2 separate regions of the Mus musculus genome follow, and region 1 is linked to region 2. The links are chromatin contacts, called in public HiChIP or PLAC-seq maps. All regions are on one chromosome and are shown on one strand. Each heading gives the region's core, a stretch centred on a gene start, on an enhancer-like site or on the middle of the called end of the contact. The rest is flanking DNA. Distances are from core to core; before and after follow the strand shown.

What was found. HiChIP or PLAC-seq counts read pairs in DNA pulled down with a chosen protein or histone mark.
Region 1: an H3K27ac HiChIP or PLAC-seq map of embryonic stem cells shows a contact between it and region 2, with 11 read pairs. The contact joins the promoter of 1110036E04Rik here to the enhancer-like site in region 2. A contact is called at or near these places in 1 of 484 Hi-C or Micro-C datasets (liver) and 7 of 115 datasets of contacts at active chromatin or transcription factors (bone marrow-derived macrophages, double positive thymocytes, embryonic fibroblasts and 3 more).

Annotation. Positions count from the first base shown.
Region 1 is chr9:64,047,887-64,051,590 of GRCm38.p6, reverse strand. 1110036E04Rik (RIKEN cDNA 1110036E04 gene) reads right to left here and starts at 1,762. Exons shown (of 3, transcript NR_040713.1): 1 at 1,696-1,762.
Region 2 is chr9:63,991,326-63,994,917 of GRCm38.p6, reverse strand. The region is part of intron 3 of Smad6 (SMAD family member 6); the gene reads left to right. Among named protein-coding and RNA genes, the nearest start is that of Smad6, 29 kb to the left of the region's middle. Within about 2 kb of position 1,952, at least 19 of the 459 cell types and tissues checked have an H3K27ac peak or open chromatin away from gene starts, as enhancers often do. A contact at or near this core is called in embryonic stem cells and liver, where this site is marked.

The DNA.
Region 1 (3,704 bases), core at 513-3,012, 57 kb before region 2:
GGTTTTCTTAGAAGCCTATTTCCCTGGCTGCAGGTAGCCAGCCTTTTGCTAGCCTTTTGCTATCCTTCCATGAGATCCTTGCTATGGGTACTCATCCCATAACTTCTCTGGTTATCTAAACTCCCTCCTGTCCAAGGACACTACTCAGTTTGAATGGGAGTCCATGATAAGGGCCTCATTTTGTCTTAATGACCGTGTGTGTGTGTCTGTCTGTCTGTGTGTGTGTGTTTTCGGGATGCACATGTGTGTACCTGTGAAAGCCAGAGGGCAAACTTGGATTTCATTCCCTGGGCTCTGTTCATCTTGTTTTCCAAAGCAGGAGTCTCTTACTGGCTAAGAACTCACTGACTGTCCGGACTGCTGGCCACAGAGCCACAGGGATCTCCCTGACTCTGCCTCTGACACTGGAGGAGTTTCATGTGTGTACCACCATGATGATGTCTGCTTCTACATGTATTCTGAGGATCAAATTCAGTTTCAAGGTACAGGCAAGACAAACACTACTAACTGAGCCACCTCCCCAGCCTCCATAACAACTTCTAAACAGCCCCTACTTCCAAGTACAGCCCAGTTCTGAAGTACTAGATGCCAGCCAGTCAGTCAACATGAACTTGGTGATGCCACAATTTTGCTTATAACAAAATCCAACGGCTATCAGTGCTCATCCCTGGGCTGAGGGGATAGACTTGGAACTTCCAGGAAGCTGGAAGCATTCCAAGAAGATTTCCTGGAAGGGAAACTTCAAATCTTGGTCAAAAGGGAATCAGAAGGAAAGACTGGAAATTCCAGGCAAATGAAACAGCAAGAACACAAGCCTGGAAACAGGACGCGTTTCAGGAAAGATAAGCTGGTGACTGTCTGGATGAGTCACGGGCAGAGTCTCCCAGAAGGTAACGTTGTGAAATGCCTTGGATGTTGGAGAGGCTCGGGGCTTGATTCTGCTTCAATAAGGACCCATTGAGAACATCTGAGCTCAAGAAAGAGGAGGGTTGTACTTTGGGCCAGAATCAGGGAAATCGCTGTGTGGAGCAGGCTTGCCATTTAGAGCATGCGACAGAGAAGCCCCTGGCTTGCTGATTACACACGGCTGGAGTCGCCACCAAGTTTTTGATTCAAAGTGCCTTGATAGCCCCTGAGCGTATTTTGGATTTTGTTTTTTGCTTTTTTTTTCCCTTCGCCCAACTTCTCAGGGCTGCTACTCTTGATGGCCCGTGAGATTTAGGAAGCACCGGAATTTTACTAGGCAGAGAGAGCAGAGTCCCGGCAGGCAGAGGTGTGGCTGCTCCTCTCCCCTCCTGACTAGGCAATCACCCTGGAGGACAGCAAGGCCAAGGCCTCAGGGGAGGTGGCGCCAGTTCTGGAGAGTCATCTTGTGTCTGGTTGCCATGGCATCCGGCACTGCATAGGAGGGCCAATCCGGCTCCCCCGCCGGAAATAGGGTGATCACCTGGCCTCCGCGCTTTCCACAGCGCCGCGGGGTTTTCTGTTTGTTTGGTTTGGTTTGGAAGCAAACACCAAATAGTTAAACTTCCCGGAGCTTGTATCCGGCAGAACAATTCTACGGAAGATACTTTCCTTTTCAAGCTGGGGGCCGTTGAGTCTAAGCTCGTCTTGGCTCCGCTTGGTTTGGCCCTTTTACTCCGGCCACGCCCACTCCAGTCCAAGCTGGCCTTCTCTGCCTTTGGCTGTGCTCACCTGCTACCTCGTGAAGAGCAAGGTCCCTGGAGTCCTGCTGCCCTTCCTGCTGGTCATGGGGAAGATCCTCAACTCCTTTGTAGTCATACCCTCACCTGAAGTTTGGGAGTAAGACACCACCTCCTCGGGTTGCTAGGAGGAGTAACTGAGGGTGAACTTGGAAATCCCCCGGATACTACAAAACAGTACAACGGGCACGTGAAGCTGCATTAACAGCTCTCATTATTTTTACCTTTGCTCTTTTGTAGTGGCTTAGTCACCGGCCTCACACGCTTTATTGATTTTTACCCACACTGGGTATGGTGGAGAACTGTGAGTTCAAGGCCAGCGTTGGCTGTGTAGTTTGAAGCCAGACTGCACTCCCTTAAGACTCAGCTTTGGGGGCGGAGCACTGGTGGCGCACGCCTTTAATCCCAGCACTTGGGAGGCAGAGTTTGAGGCCAACATGGTCTACAGAGTGAGTTCCAGGACAGCCAGGGCTACACAGAGAAAAAACAAAACAAAACAACAAACAAACAAAAAAAGACTCAGCCTTGGAAAGACATAAAACAAACAAAAAAATTCCATTACAGCTTAATTCAGAATAAAAAGAGAGAGACTATAATCCAATTTAAGAGAAATACAGTATACAGTGTCTGCTTAGCTTCAACCAGGCCCTCAAACCTTGCGTCCTGGCTTTCTAGGCCAGGATTTCTGCCTCCTACCCGTATCATCTCCTACCTAAGCACTCACAGGAAGTGAGAGATCAGGCAGAACACAAGCTGGCTCCTGCAGTAAACGGCTTCAAAAACTCCTTCTCTCTCATAAAATCCAGATGCATGCTTTCATGCTCAGGACTTTTACGCCCGACCTACACTGCCGCTTCCTGTTTAGTGTCTGCCACCAAGACTAAGGTGTCCCCTGGAATTTCTTAACCATTCCATGCTCTTTATATATGTCAGTCTCTCTGCTTGGGATCCTCTAAGCTCCATTTTTCTTTTTGTTGTTGTTTTGTTTTTTTTTTTCTTCCTCACTTTAAGAGAGATACCATCAAGACTGTAGTGTCCCACTGGGATTTCAATGTGAGTGTGTGTGTGTGTGTGTGTGTGTGTGTGTGTGTGTAAGCACTTAAACACTCAGTATGTAAGCTGTGAAGGCTCCGAGGAAGGCTATGGAGGCAACCAATGGGGCCTTTCTGCAGAGAAACTCTGTGAAGCATTACTTCCTTGGCTGCCCAGGTTCCTGTTCACACTGCGTCTACTCTGCCTCTTTTCTCCCCGGGTCACATCTCTTACTGAGCTCCCCAGGAAGAGCGGCTCTTCCCAGGGACTTCGTGGCCCATCCAAGCTAGCCAGGCCCGGCTCTACTTAGCTTCTGGGATCGGATTAGATCAGGAGTGTTCAGATGATGTGGCAGAAGACCTTGCCGGGGACTTTGATACATGGAGACATGGGAGACATGTAGTAACCTTGGCTATTTGGGGGTAGCCAAGTAGAGACTAAGTGACCCCAGGCAGCTTTGTTTCAAGGTGCAAAGAGCATGTGCTTCCTGTGGGGCCCAGGCCCCTCATCTTGCCCTAAGGGAGGATCTTTGAGGGGATTCAGCCTCTAGTTAGGTGAAGTGCCAGTAGGGTCCCAGGGCTTAGAAAGATGCTTGCTCTTCACATCCTCAACTGTGTGCTCTGTTTGCATCTGATCCGTTATTTACTTATTTCCTGTATATTTATCTGTGTCTCTCTGTGTGTCTGCATGTTTGTGAGTGTGCCCATGGAGGTTGGATGAAGGCATTGGATCCCCTAGAGCTGGAGTTACAGATAATTGTGAGATACCCACCACAGGTGCTAGGAACTGAACCTGGTTACTCTGGAAGAGTAGCAAGCGCTCTTACCACAGAGCTGTATCTCTGGCCCACAACCCCACAACTTATTTTTAAAATGTATATGTGTGGGCAGAGGGTACAGCTTGGCTGGTGCAATGCTTACCCAGCATATGTAAAGCCCTCACTGGGTTCAATCCCCAGCATCACGTCGT
Region 2 (3,592 bases), core at 703-3,202:
AAAAGGTATGCGCCGTCACTGGCTGGCTGTCAGCTTTTTTTTTAAATGAAGGTCTCCTACCATTGATCCAAAAAATATTCCCTTCTTGGGAATTGTATTGGTTGGTACCTTTGTCAAACGTCAATTGATAGGCTGGAGAGAAGGCTTAGTGGTTCAGAGCACCGACTGCTCTTCCAGAGGACCTGAGCTCAATTCCCAGCAACCACATGGTGGCTCACACGGTTGTCTGTAATGGAATCCAACGCCCTCTTCTGGTGTGTCTAAAGACAGCAACGGTGTACTTATATACATAAAATAAATAAATCTTAAAAAAAAAAAGCTAATTGATGAGACTGGAGATGTGGCTCAGCAGAGTGTTTATCTAGTCTCCAGGAAGCCACACAGCCTGCAGTGCTGTATCCACCAGCTGTGGTGGCACAGGGCTGTGAGTCCTAGCACTGAGGAGGTAAAGATGGAAGGAGTTCAAAACCATCTTTGACTACATAGTGAGTTCATGGCTAGCCTGGGCTACATGAGACCCTGCCTTTTAAAAACGTTCATGATTATGACCCATGTGAGGTTCTCCTTCTGGGCTCTTCTACATGTTTCGGTGTGTATCTTTTCTCGTTCCAGTATGTCCGAGCATTGATCACTGTGTGTGTTTCATGATGAACTTGGAAACCAGGTATTGTGAGTTATTCGACCTTGTTCTGGTAGTTTTGACTTCCACAGGTTATCCCCATTTGCCTGTGTGTTTTAGATCAGCCTGCTGACTGCCACAGGAAGGCCAGTGGGGGTGTGGATTGGGATTGCCTGGACTCTGAAGATCAATATGGAAGACCTGTCGTTTGACTCCTTAGCTAATGAATACTCTTCTTTCCCCACGTCTTCCACCAGTGTCCCAGCTAAGTGTGTGCACAGGGCTTCCATATTCTGTCCCTCCCCTTTCACCTTTCCCTCTCTCCCTTCTTTCCTTTCTTTTTTGAGACATGTTTGTCTGCGATGCCCTGCCTGTCCTGGAACTTACTCTGTAGAGTAGACTGGCCTCGAACTTAGAGGTTTGCCTACCTCTGCCTTCTGAGTGCTGGGGTTAATGGTGTGTGCCACGGCCACCCTAGAGTTATCGTAAAGTGATACTTTATACTTTCCAGAGATGCCCCCTGGTGGGTAGAGTGCTTGCCTGGTAGACACAGAGCCCAGTATTCAGTCCCTAGCACTGCATAAGCTAGATGTGTTAGTTCACATATATAATTCCAAAACTAGGTGGTGGAGGCAGGGGAATCAGAAGTTCGAGATCACTGTCTGTATGTAGCAAAGTCAAAGGCAGCTCGGCTACATGAGACCCCGTCTCCTAACAAAGCCTACCAACACCCCCTCCCCACCAAAAAAACCAAACCCCACAATCATTTTTAGATGAATACCATTAGTCATTAGAAGGTATCCCGTGTTGCAGGTGAAGAAATATAATTTAAAAATGGTATTTATTTTGTGTGTACCTGTGGGGATGCACATGCCACAGTGCATGTGTGGAGGTCAGAGGACAACGTGTGGGGAGTCTGTTCTTTCTACCATGTGGGTCCTAGGGATGGAATTCAGGCTGTCAGGCTTGGAGGCAGCAAGTATCTGTGCCTGCTGAGGTACAGATTTGGTTTAGAGGATGGCTAAGGCCTTTTGGGGGGATTTTCCTCCTTTTCTCATGGATCAGAAACTGGCAGAGTCTTAGCCTGGGGTTGCAGAGTGGCTGATGGGAGGAGCTTTGGACTATGTGGGGCCAGAAGGAAGCTCTAAGGCCAGAGGCAGCCATAGGTGCTGGCAGCCAGGAGGCTCAGGGCCCTTCCAGGATTGCCGACACTCAGAGGTGGCCAGTTCATGTTTGACTGTTTTCAAAATCTCAAAGCCCGGGGCTTGGAAGAGCAGCTTTTGGCTGACCTCACCCTGAGGTGATGAGTGTGGGGTTTAAAGGCCTTTGTAACTCTTTGGTTTGGAATGGGGCTCTGGACAGGGCTGGGGAAAACACTGGAACCTGTTAGTACTGGCCTCCGTTGCTCCACCTCTGGAAGGAGGCAATTGTCTCTTTCTTTGTTACCACAGAAGTCCCAGGAACCTGACAGACAGGATTTGGAGAGGGAGAAGAGGTCTGGAGAGGGCCCTAGCTAGGCCTTCGGAGAGAGCCAGAATGGGCTCTAAGCATTTACTGACAGCCCATTATTAGTCCTGACTTGCGTTGGAACCTCTGAGTGTTGGAGGTGAAGATCCGGAAACCCAGAAAGGGTTCACTCACCTACCAGTCACTCCGGGAAACACTTGAAGGAGCTGTGACTCAAAACCAATTGTGTGTGTGTGTGTGTGTGTGTGTGTGTGTGTTCACATGTGTGTATTTGCATGTGGGAAGAGGACCGTGAGTGCACATATATGTGTGGGGGGGAGGTCAGAGGATAACCCCTCAGGGTTCGACTTTTTGTTTTAGGTAAGGTTGGCCTGGAACTTTGCCAAGGAAGTTAGGCTAGCTGGCTAGAGAGCTCCGTGAATCCCCCTGTGCCCTCCTGTCTCTGCTTGCCTGTGTGTCCCACCTTATTACTGGGAATGCAAGTGTGTGCCTCTGTCTTGGGCTCTTTACATGGGTCCTTAGATCTTCCCTCTTGGACACATCGAGTGCTTTGCTGATGGACTGTCTCCCAGCCCCCCAATTTTTAACTCCAAACCTGCCAAGTGGAGTATGACTACTTACTAACAGGGCAGGGGGATCTGGACCCAGACAGTGCTGCTAGCTGTACAATTTCTAATATACCTACTGCCACAGGACTAAAAATCTAAAGTGGTTATCATTGGTAAGCTTTGGTCTGTTTAGATCGCCTTTAGGTTACATTTATTTATTTTTGTGTGCATATACATGCCATGGCATGTAGGTGGAAATCAGAAGATAACTTGTGGCCGTCAACTCTCTCCTTCTCCGGTGTGGAACTCAGGGTGTCAGGCTCAGTGGCACGTGCTCTTACCCACTGAGTTACCAGCTTGGCAGCTGTGCGTGGTGTGTTTTTCTTTTTTTAGACTATTAAATTTTATTTGTATGAGTGATTTCCTGCCTGTGTGTGTACCATGTGCACGCCTGGTGCTCACAGAGGTCAGAAGAGGGCATATGGTCCTCTGGAATTAGAGTTACAGATGGTTGTGAGCCACCATGGGATGTTGCGAATTGAACCCTAGTCCTCTGCAAGAGAAACAAATACCCTTGACCTCTGAACCATTTCACTAGCCCCTGGAGTATTTTTATTTTTCCATAATTGTCTGTACTACCCAGGCTGCCTTTTGATGGTACAATCTCACTGTGTGGTAGAGGGTAGATCCTCCTGCCTCAGGGTGCAGGCAGAAGGCCATGGGGGCTTTAACTAGCAGGATAGCGTGCATGCTGGCATGGCCTCTCCAGAGCAAAAAACTGTGGGAAGTCAGGACTCTGTCCAGAGCTTTTGATTCATCTAAGGATGACGGCCACACGACTCAGGACTGGACTAGAGTGAGAGTGGATGGCACAGTGCCTGCCTGTTGACCTCTGCTCTTTGACCTTTGACATTGCTGGAAGCCATGACTTCTTTCCCTACTAGAGACTGGAATAAAC